Linked DNA regions of Gossypium arboreum: region 2 is linked to region 1. The links are chromatin contacts, called in public Hi-C maps. All regions are on one chromosome and are shown on one strand. The core of a region is the stretch at or near the end of the contact, and the rest is flanking DNA. Distances in the headings are between cores, read along the strand shown.

Evidence for each region. A called contact is a pair of places that touch in the nucleus more often than the background predicts.
Region 2: a contact with region 1 is called in a Hi-C map of leaf, with 2.8 times the contacts expected there. The contact joins two enhancer-like sites. A contact is called at or near these places in 2 of 5 Hi-C or Micro-C datasets (both in leaf).

Annotation. Positions count from the first base shown.
Region 1 is chr10:41,958,030-41,962,766 of ASM2569848v2, forward strand. No RefSeq gene overlaps it. Among protein-coding and RNA genes, the nearest start is that of LOC128281425, 23 kb to the left of the region's middle. Within about 2 kb of position 2,687, at least 2 of the 2 cell types and tissues checked have an H3K27ac peak or open chromatin away from gene starts, as enhancers often do. A contact at or near this core is called in leaf, where this site is marked.
Region 2 is chr10:42,592,193-42,596,929 of ASM2569848v2, forward strand. No RefSeq gene overlaps it. Among protein-coding and RNA genes, the nearest start is that of LOC128282554, 13 kb to the right of the region's middle. Within about 2 kb of position 2,324, at least 2 of the 2 cell types and tissues checked have an H3K27ac peak or open chromatin away from gene starts, as enhancers often do. A contact at or near this core is called in leaf, where this site is marked.

The DNA of each region.
Region 1 (4,737 bases), core at 1,437-3,936:
CTTGTACAATCCAGAGCAAAGGCTGATATGCTAGAACTGCGAGAAAATTTTTGGGTTTAGAATTTTGGGGATTAACACAATAAAAGTGTTATTGAACTCTAGGTCAATGGTACGCCCCTCAAAAACCTTCTTCACCCACTCACAAATAGCACCCCCAATATTATCCCATTGATTCTGGAAGAAAGCAACATGAAAACCATCACTACTTGGGGCTTTCAAGGGTGCCATGTCAAAAAGAGCAATCCTTATTTCCTTATTCGTAACAATTCTCATGAGAAAATCAAAATCTTTAAGACTAATATAAGGAAAGGCACTAGGAGGTAGAAATCCTAGCGGGCCTAGATTCTCCACATAAAGATTCTAGAAAAATTAACCGCTTTGGTCTTAAGAATCTCAGGATCATAAATCCATTCCCCATCAGCATTACACAAAGCAATGATTTTATTGAAATTCTTTCTTTAAATTGTGCATCTATAGAAGTAGCTAGTGTTACAGTTTCCCAAATTTAATCACTCACATCTTGATTTTTGCTTCCAGAGCATCTCTTTATGATGAAGAATATTTTGCTTAGCTTGAACTATCACTTCCTAATGAATAAGAGAATTAGACCCCAAAAGGTTCAAGGTATGTTGGATTTTAGAAAGCTTATGCATTAACTGCCTCTTCCTCTAGTTTATATGTCCAAAAACACAATAGTTCCAACTTTTGAGCTTATTAGTAAACCCAACAATTGCACTAGTCATATTAGCATCGAAACTCTAATTTTCCTTAATAAAATTAGTAAAATTTTTGTAGTGTGGCCAGCCAGCTAAAAACTGGAAAGGACGATTAGGAGCAAATCTAACTTCGTGACAAAAATTTAAAAAAAGTGGTCGATGATCAGATTTAATTCTAGGTAGATAGGAAACAGAACAATTAGGAAAAGATTCCATCCAAGCGTCATTTCCCACGACCCTATCTAGTCTTCCAGAGAGGTTACCATGATGCCATGTGAAAAGAGGGCCTTGAAAACCTAGATCATGCAATTGAGCTTTATTCATAAATCACAAAAAAATTGGCATATGTAACCTTTAACATGACCACCTTTTTTTATCATCTGAAGAGAGGATAGCGTTGAAATCTCCTATGGTAATCCAAGGATCATTCCTAAGTGGAACTGAGTGACTTAAATCATTCCACAAATTTTTCCTTTTCAATTTGTCCGGGTTCCCATACACAAAAGCAACAAAGATCGAATGAGAATGCAAATTAGAACATATATGAGCCAAAATTAATTGATGATGATTGCCAACCACATCCAAATCAATCGAATTTTTCCATCCAATCCAGATACCTTTAGAAAATCCTATTGCTTCCACGCGATGAGATTTGTCCCACCCTAACTTCATCATGATTGTGTTAGCTTTAGTCCCACTAATTCTTGGTTCAAGAAGGCTAACTATATCAGGTTTATGCTGATTGTTATACTCATGAAAAGCTCGCAAAATTTATCAGACGCACATCCCTGTACATTCTAAGATAAAATAGACAAATTCATAATAATAAAATTTAAAAAAGAAAAAAGACCTTATCTTATTGGCAACCGGTAGAAGAAAACTCCACTGGCTCTCCTTTTTGCCGCGACAAATCCATAGTAGATTTTTTTATCAATTTTAGATGCAACAAGCTCCGCTGCCCTTTTCATAGAATCAACAAATGAAACCCGAATATTTTTAGAATTTTTGAAACGATTACTTGGCCCTTTTAAAGTTTTGTTAAGTTCCCAACCTCCTTTTAGACCAGACACTAGCATTTTGTCTCTTAAAAGTCTCCCTAGGCAATTTGATTCCAGTCGAATGACCATTACCCCCATCTCCTCGCTCACGAGCTCCAGAATATTTCTATTTTTGAACACAACTGCCGAATGATTTTCTGCCTCCAAAACTCCTTCCTTCACCTCCACATTAACAAAAGAACTCTACTCAAATGTAGGATTAAAGTGTACTACATGTTCCGCTTACTTTTGGAGAGAAAAAGGAGGATCCACGTTTACTTGATCTGCGTAAACAATATTTTGTAAATTTAAAACTAAAGGACAAAAGGAGACAGTATTACCTAAAATTAATGATCAGTTATTTTCTCCGGCACTGGGCAAAGCATCATGTGTGGCACTTGAGAGTTTAATAAGATCTGCAGCAGATTCTTTGGAAACCTGGGCCCCTTGCTGCAGTCCACTATTAAAATCACAAGGGGCCTGCTGATTTCTAGTCGAAGGGGTCAGCTTTTTAACACCAAAAGAAGCTTGCGGATCTAGGACCGTTTTAGTCCCACCCGTGAAATGATCGTTCAAGATATTAATCGCTTTAGGGTTAGGGCCCAACCCTTTAAATGTTTCCCTACTGACAGGCCCAAATTGAATTTTTTAGAACCATCATTAGCTGATTTTTTACCCGTTGAAGATTTACCTTGGGAACCAATTAATACAACTTTCCCTTTTTTCTTCAAATCTTTCTGGGGTTCCATATTCATCTCCTCTTCTATTGAAGTCACCTCCAAATCTACTAACAATTGATAACGTGATCCCATACTTTTATCCCCTTTTAAAATTGTTTCCTTTTTTGATCCCATCCAAGCCGCGCCTGGTCTTCCACTCCACCAGCATCCAAGGACCATAGTTCCTTTCTCTGGCCGCCGTAGTAGCTACAGAAGTTTGTTCCAATGTCTCACCTTTCTCTTTTGCCCCTGGGAGTTGTGTGAGTGACGGGTAGGTTTCCTTAGTGTGTCCATAATAGCCACACTTAAAGCAAACCATAGGTAAGTTTTTGTACTTGATGTTTTGAAGACTACCATTGATGAGAATCTTCTAGACTAACGATAGCCCTAAATTGAAAAAAAAACTGCCATGCGAACGTACCGACCCTTGCTCTACTATCATTGTTAAAATCCAATTTTGTTACTTTACCTATCATTCCCCCAATCTCCATAAGAATCTCTTTTTTTATAAAAGTGACTAGGAAGCCCGGGAAAACGAATCCATGTGAGGACCTTATCAGCCGAAGCTAATGCCATTAGGAGAGGAAGAAACTTAGCTCACAAGTAGAAGGGTTTCAAACCGCTTGACTAGATATAGATAGGAAAGAAGAAATGACAATGCTGCTCAGTCTCTAGGCTACTCGACCGACTAACTAACTCGATTAACTAAGAAGGAAAGGAGCTAAGAAAGTAGGGCATAAATAGCTGCAAGGGCTCGATGAACGGCCTAAAAAGTCCTGGTATCTCGTTGTAATCCCAAGCTTGCAATCCCTAAACTCCTTGAGTAGTCCTCTTTCTGAAGAGCAGTTGATCGTGCTACTCATTCATGTAGGCTGTCACTCTGTTCGTTCCCTCTCATAGATGGATTTCTCAGAGTAGATCCTGCACTTCATCCTTATCCGAAAGCATCTACTAAGCTAACCATCTAATCTAAGCAGTAGCATCTCAACTCAAGGAATAGCTTTCCCGCAAGAGGAAAGAGCATCTATCTACACAGTTAGCTGCCCCTACTTTGGGATATTGCCTTAGCTAGGTTGGCTCCTAGGCTAAAGCAACTGTACAAGAGGGGTAAGGTTTAGGATTGAAATAGATTGTCCAGGTTTGGACAGTGAGGTAATGACTGAAAATAACCCACGGACCTTGGGAATGAATCTTGTCATAGTCGTCAGTGTTCTGAAATTTTGCAGGAAAATAACCATTTTCAGTATCCATTAATTGAAAAGGCTTAGATAGTTTCCAAATCCCATATATTATTGATGCAAAGTTTTAATTCCAAGGTTTTGTCCCAACATCTTGAGTACCACAAAGGTTGACAATTCTTTTTCCAAAAGTTGATAAACTCTCTCCGAGAAATCAATGGAAGGAACACCATCAATAAAAGATTTCTTGACATCCTGCTCTATGAGGGAGAAATTATCAGCAAAGGACTGGCGATCACTTGTATTGTTCTGAACAAAACTTTCCTTCCCCACTAGCATATCCTTCCATGATAGAGAAGGCACTGGCAGTGGATCCACAACCATCACATCTTCAGGAATTGCGTCTGACCCCTTAAATCAAACCTTCTTGGTGTTAGAATCCTCAAGAATGGAAACACCTTCTTCATTCCTATCCTCAGTAGAAGTCAAAGAAAAAGTTTGTAAAACATTTATTTTCAAAACATGCATCATTCATAGTTTTGAATCTTTATTTCGCTTTAATTTCAAAGATAACAACTGCTAAATATTAATAATTTCATAATTTAACAATTCGGCTACTTTAATCTAACACCTTTATAGTATGCTTTAAGAAAAATTGAAGAAGAAAGCTTAGCTTATGAATTTTTTATCGGCAACGGTGAAATGTTGAATCAAAATTTCTCATCTTCTTCTTGAATTGGAGGAGAAGGTAAGCTGGTAATGCCCACTATTTTATTTATGTAAAAAATTAAATTAATTGACTAATAATCATTAATTAAATCAATGGCTATTATTAAAGGATGACAAGCTTAATGGTTTTTAATGGTTGGATTTAGGCGGTGCCACTAACATGAGTTGACCCATGGTGTAATTGCTTTTAGATCCTTAATATAATTGCACTGTAACGATTTGATTGAAATCTCAATTCAATTCCACTAGTTTGAACCACTTCCAACCTAGTCCCTATATTGATGTCCTATTTAATAAGTTTACTAAAAAAAAAATCAAATTTTGAGTTAATTGAATTCATTTATTTGAATCAAGTCAA
Region 2 (4,737 bases), core at 1,074-3,573, 630 kb after region 1:
CTCAATATCAGAGACAACAAGCTGAGGAGAAGAATTTGTAAGTAGATCACTCATAAGCTTCGAAACATCCCCATATAATTTTTGAAAGAAATCAACTACTTCAACTTTTAGTATTTATGGATCAAATATCCAATAACCATCAAGATTACGCAGAGTAGTGATTTTGTTGCACTTCCTCCTCTAAGCCTACGTTTGTGAAAAAACTTAGTATTCTGATCCCCAAACTTAAGCTAATCACATCTAGCTTTTTGCTTCCATAAAAGTTCCTCATGATGAAGAACTGTCTCCAATCTTTTCCCGTATATGTATTTCCAACTGAAATAAGTGATCCAAGCTAGAAAATTCCATTGCCCTTTGAATATCCGCCAACTTATTAATCAACTATTTTTTATGAGTCTTAAAGTGCCTGTATACCGATTTATTCGAATGTTTGACGCCATAAGTAAAATTGGATAAAGAATATGACATACTCCTATTGAAACACTACTTGCTTTGAACAAAAGCCGCAAAATTTGGATGTTCAACCCACCTAGCTAAGAACCTCAAAAGCCTTCTTTAGACATGGTGAATTCTGGATTTAACGAAAGGAGAGGTTTATGATCAGAGTTAATTCATAGAAGATGAGTAACCATACTGTTGGGAAATGGTTTCAACCAAGTATCATTACCAATGGCTAGATCTAACCTTTCAAGAATACCACTTTTCTGCTAAGTGAAAGAACCCTTGAAACCCAAATCATGTAACTCAGCCGAATCAACAAATTCTCTGAAAAAAGGACATATCCTCCTACTAGAACGCCCACCTTTCTTTTCATTTATGGATAAAATAACATTGAAATTTCCAATAGCCACCCAAGGATCTGATTTGGATGGAATTAAAGATTTCAAAGCCTCCTAAAGAAATTTGTGTTTCTGTTTATCAGGACTGCCATAAACAAATGAAATAAAAAATAAACTTTGAAGGGATACCACATGATACCCGTACTAAAATAAATTGAGGGTGATTTCAAGCCACATCCACTTGAATCGAGTCCTTCCAACCTATCCAAATACCCCCAGAATATCCAATTGCTTCCACCCGGTCGGAACACTAGAAACCCAACTTAGTAGTAATAGAGTCTGTGTTGTCTCCACTCACTCTCGGTTCAAGAAGGCCAACAATATCTGATTTATACTCTATGTTATACTCATAAAAATACGAGGAAATTAACACTAGCACACCCTTGACAATTCTAAGAAAAAAAAGATAAGTTCATAATAAAAACACAAAATGGGAGAATACCAACCTTAACTACCAATTACTGTAGAATCTGCCAAGCTATTCTCTACTTTCTTGGAGCCACTGTCCCCACCTTCAATTGCCAATTAAGAAGCAATAAGCTCAACCATAAAGTTCATTGAGTCAGATAAAGGAACTCGAGAACTTCCTGACATCTTAAACTGACTCCCACGGCTACCTAGAGATTTGTTAAGTTTCTTCCCTCTCTAACAAAATTAATTTTTCCACCCGCACCTCTCCCTTTGAAACTCAAGTCGTCTTTTTCACCATTAGTAAGACTCCCACTAATGCTTACACTTTTGTTATTCGATTGTAAATTTTCTTTAAAAATTAATGCCAAATGTTTGTTAGGATCTAAACCACCTTTGCTCATTGAAATACCAACCTTCACCAACCCTTCGAACATTGGATTAAAGTGGGAAATAATTCCAGTAGTGTTGTCTTCACCTATGTTTGTACCATCAATATCAGCCGAATTTTTATGGGATTATGTTAATCAAAGCCTAAAACCATTCGTTCTTTCTTTTTAACCCAATAGAGTTTGGGTCACCGAATTTTTGCCTGCTGGCACAATTAACTCTCCTTGGTCCCCCCTAGACTTGTCCACTGATTGCCTACTTGGGCCCTTTGATGAGCTACCAGCTTCCTTTGTTACCATACTACTACCCACCTCATAAGATCCCCCACTCAGGCCCACCAATCCAACATTCCTTCGTTGGCCCACCTGAACTGTCTTTTCATTACCCCCAAATTTATCCAAAAACTTGTCTGTTAGATTTTGCCTAAAACCCTAAGGAATCCCTACCCATAGGTTCTTTTCCTTTATTTCAGGCCTCTTTAGATTTCTTAATCTCTTGACTGAAATCCCCTTTTTTCTTATCAGTCGAAATCAAAGCCATAAATCGGGATCCCATAGCCTTGTTCTCCTGATTAACCATTCTTGAATTTTGCAAATTACTTGATTTTCGCCTGGATTTCTTCTCAACAACCATCCAAGGCCCGTAAACCGCTATTCTTATTGACACGCCAACCTCCGTCATAACCATATCAGACGATGGCGTTTGATTTTTCGGTGAAACTAAATTCCCTACTATGGTGCATGACTCCTTCAGTTGTCCATACCGGCCACAAATGAAGCAAACCATCAGTAAGGATTCATACTCAATGTTTTGGAGATTACCATTTATCAACACATGTGAAACTAAAGGTTTATCCAAATGAACATATACCACCATACAGGCAAAACGACCCCTCGAACCTTTATCCATATTAAAATCCAATTTAGCGACTCTCCCTACCATTTCACCTATCTCCATAGAACTTTTTTCATGTACAAATCCCTAGGAGGCCTGGTGATTTGACCCAAGTCATTACAACGTTAGGGTAAGGTTGTGCAGGATTGAAGTCTATAGTCCAAGGTTACGTAGCCAAGTATTGGTCATAAATGACCCATGGCCCTTGAGAAATCACTTTGTCGAAATCCTTTTGATCCTGAAAATTTGCCAAATAGTACCCATTCTCAATGTCCATCAGCTGGAACAGCAGGGAAGGCTTCCAGAGACTATGAACCCTATTTTGGAGAGCCACATATCCTATACTCCTCCCCAAGAGCTTTAGCACCATCGTAGTGGACCAAGAGTTTTATCACCATCGTAGTGGACATATCTTTGATGAGAAGTTGATTAACCTTATCCGAGAATTCAATTGAAGGAATTCCATTAACCGTAGATTTCTTGATATCCCTGTTGGAGAGATTGAAATCATCGTCCCCTTCTTTTTCCAAGATATTCAGTCACCTTCTTCAAATTTGAAAAGCCTTTTCCCAAAAGTCAATCTTTCCACAAGAGGTTCAGATCAGATGACATATCCATATCCTCAACAACATCAGATCCCGCTTGCTGCTTCTTAAATCTCACCTTCTTGGTGCGTCGATCTTCAATAGCACGTTCGTCAATCCTATCCATTTCATAGACAGAGCTTGACATCGTAGAGACAGAAAAGATGCTTGTTTGGTACATATTTTAAGGTTAGAAGGCAAACCTATTAAAGTATAGAAAAGTGAGATTTTTATCAAAAGTAAAAATACATAATAAAAAAAGAAGTATACGAAAAACGCATACCAAATTAATGTAATTTTTTCCTTTTTGAATTATGTACCACTAATCTTATATGTAGATGAGATTAATAATTAAACTAATTTGTTATATTTCCCTTAATAATTAGTTTTAATTATTATGTGGTAAAATATAGTTGAGGTTAATAATATATATGTATTTAATGTCAAATTTTACTTTTTTTACTAGTCTGAGTGGTTTAAAACTGAGAGGTTTTTGCTAATAAGTTTAATTTCTAAGTTGGAATTTTAGAATGAAGGTTAATGTAGAATTTGAGCAAAAAAAAAAAAAAAAAGAGGTTAATCTAGAAAAGAAAACAATAACATTCAAATACCGATGTTGCAATCTATTGGTGGCGTTAAAGAATTCTCTAAAATCATTTACTCCTTTTGTTTTGACATTCAACCATACAAAACAAAAAGTCCTTACGTGACTTTCAAATGTATACATAGTTATTTTACATTATGATTAACGTGTATTCATTATTGATATGTTCTTATTTTATTTTATATGCCACATCAGTAACTAATTAAAATATTATAAAAGTAAAAATTATATAATTATAAAAATTCAAAAATATTAAAATTGTAAAAAAATTAAAAAACTTGAATACAATCTTATTTCTTATCAGCCATACCTGAATATATAAATTCAAAGCAATCAATATACATTACAAAGAAACTTGATCATGTGGATTAATGAAGTTGAGTGCCTTTGACTCAGTCACACCATCTTGGGCCAAGCACTGCAGATTTCACTTTCTCTTGCAAAATCAACATTTCATTTTTCTTCCAAATGGCCCATATCCATATAAGTTTATATCATTGATAACAAAAATAAGCAAAGCAGATGCACCGTAAATTTTTACAATTTTAAGGTGCTGATCCTGGAATTCAGTGTCCGTAGAAAAAATTCCACACTAGAATAATTGATGTCTACCATATGTCAATCACGGCGGCCATAGTGACTATGATTTTCCTAAGAGTGGTGAAAGAAATCAAGGCCGATCAACTAGCTTTGTTGAAAAACACAAATGGGATGAAATTTTGTGGTTTATGATTCATGGATGGGACCCAAAAATATAGGATACATTAAGCACTAAGCAGCTATATTGTTGAAAAACACAAATGGGATTAAACTTTTGTGGTTTATGATTGGTGAATGGAACTCAAAAGTATATTGTGCAGTAAGCACTAAGCAGTTATATATGTAGCCCTTAATCCCCTTAAAAAAATCACTAAGTACCCCTATCAGATCAAAGCTTCCAAACATCGGCTTCAACCCAACATGGGGTGTAAGATGATCCCTGTGCTGTCAATACTTGTTCTACTGTTATCACTTTCGC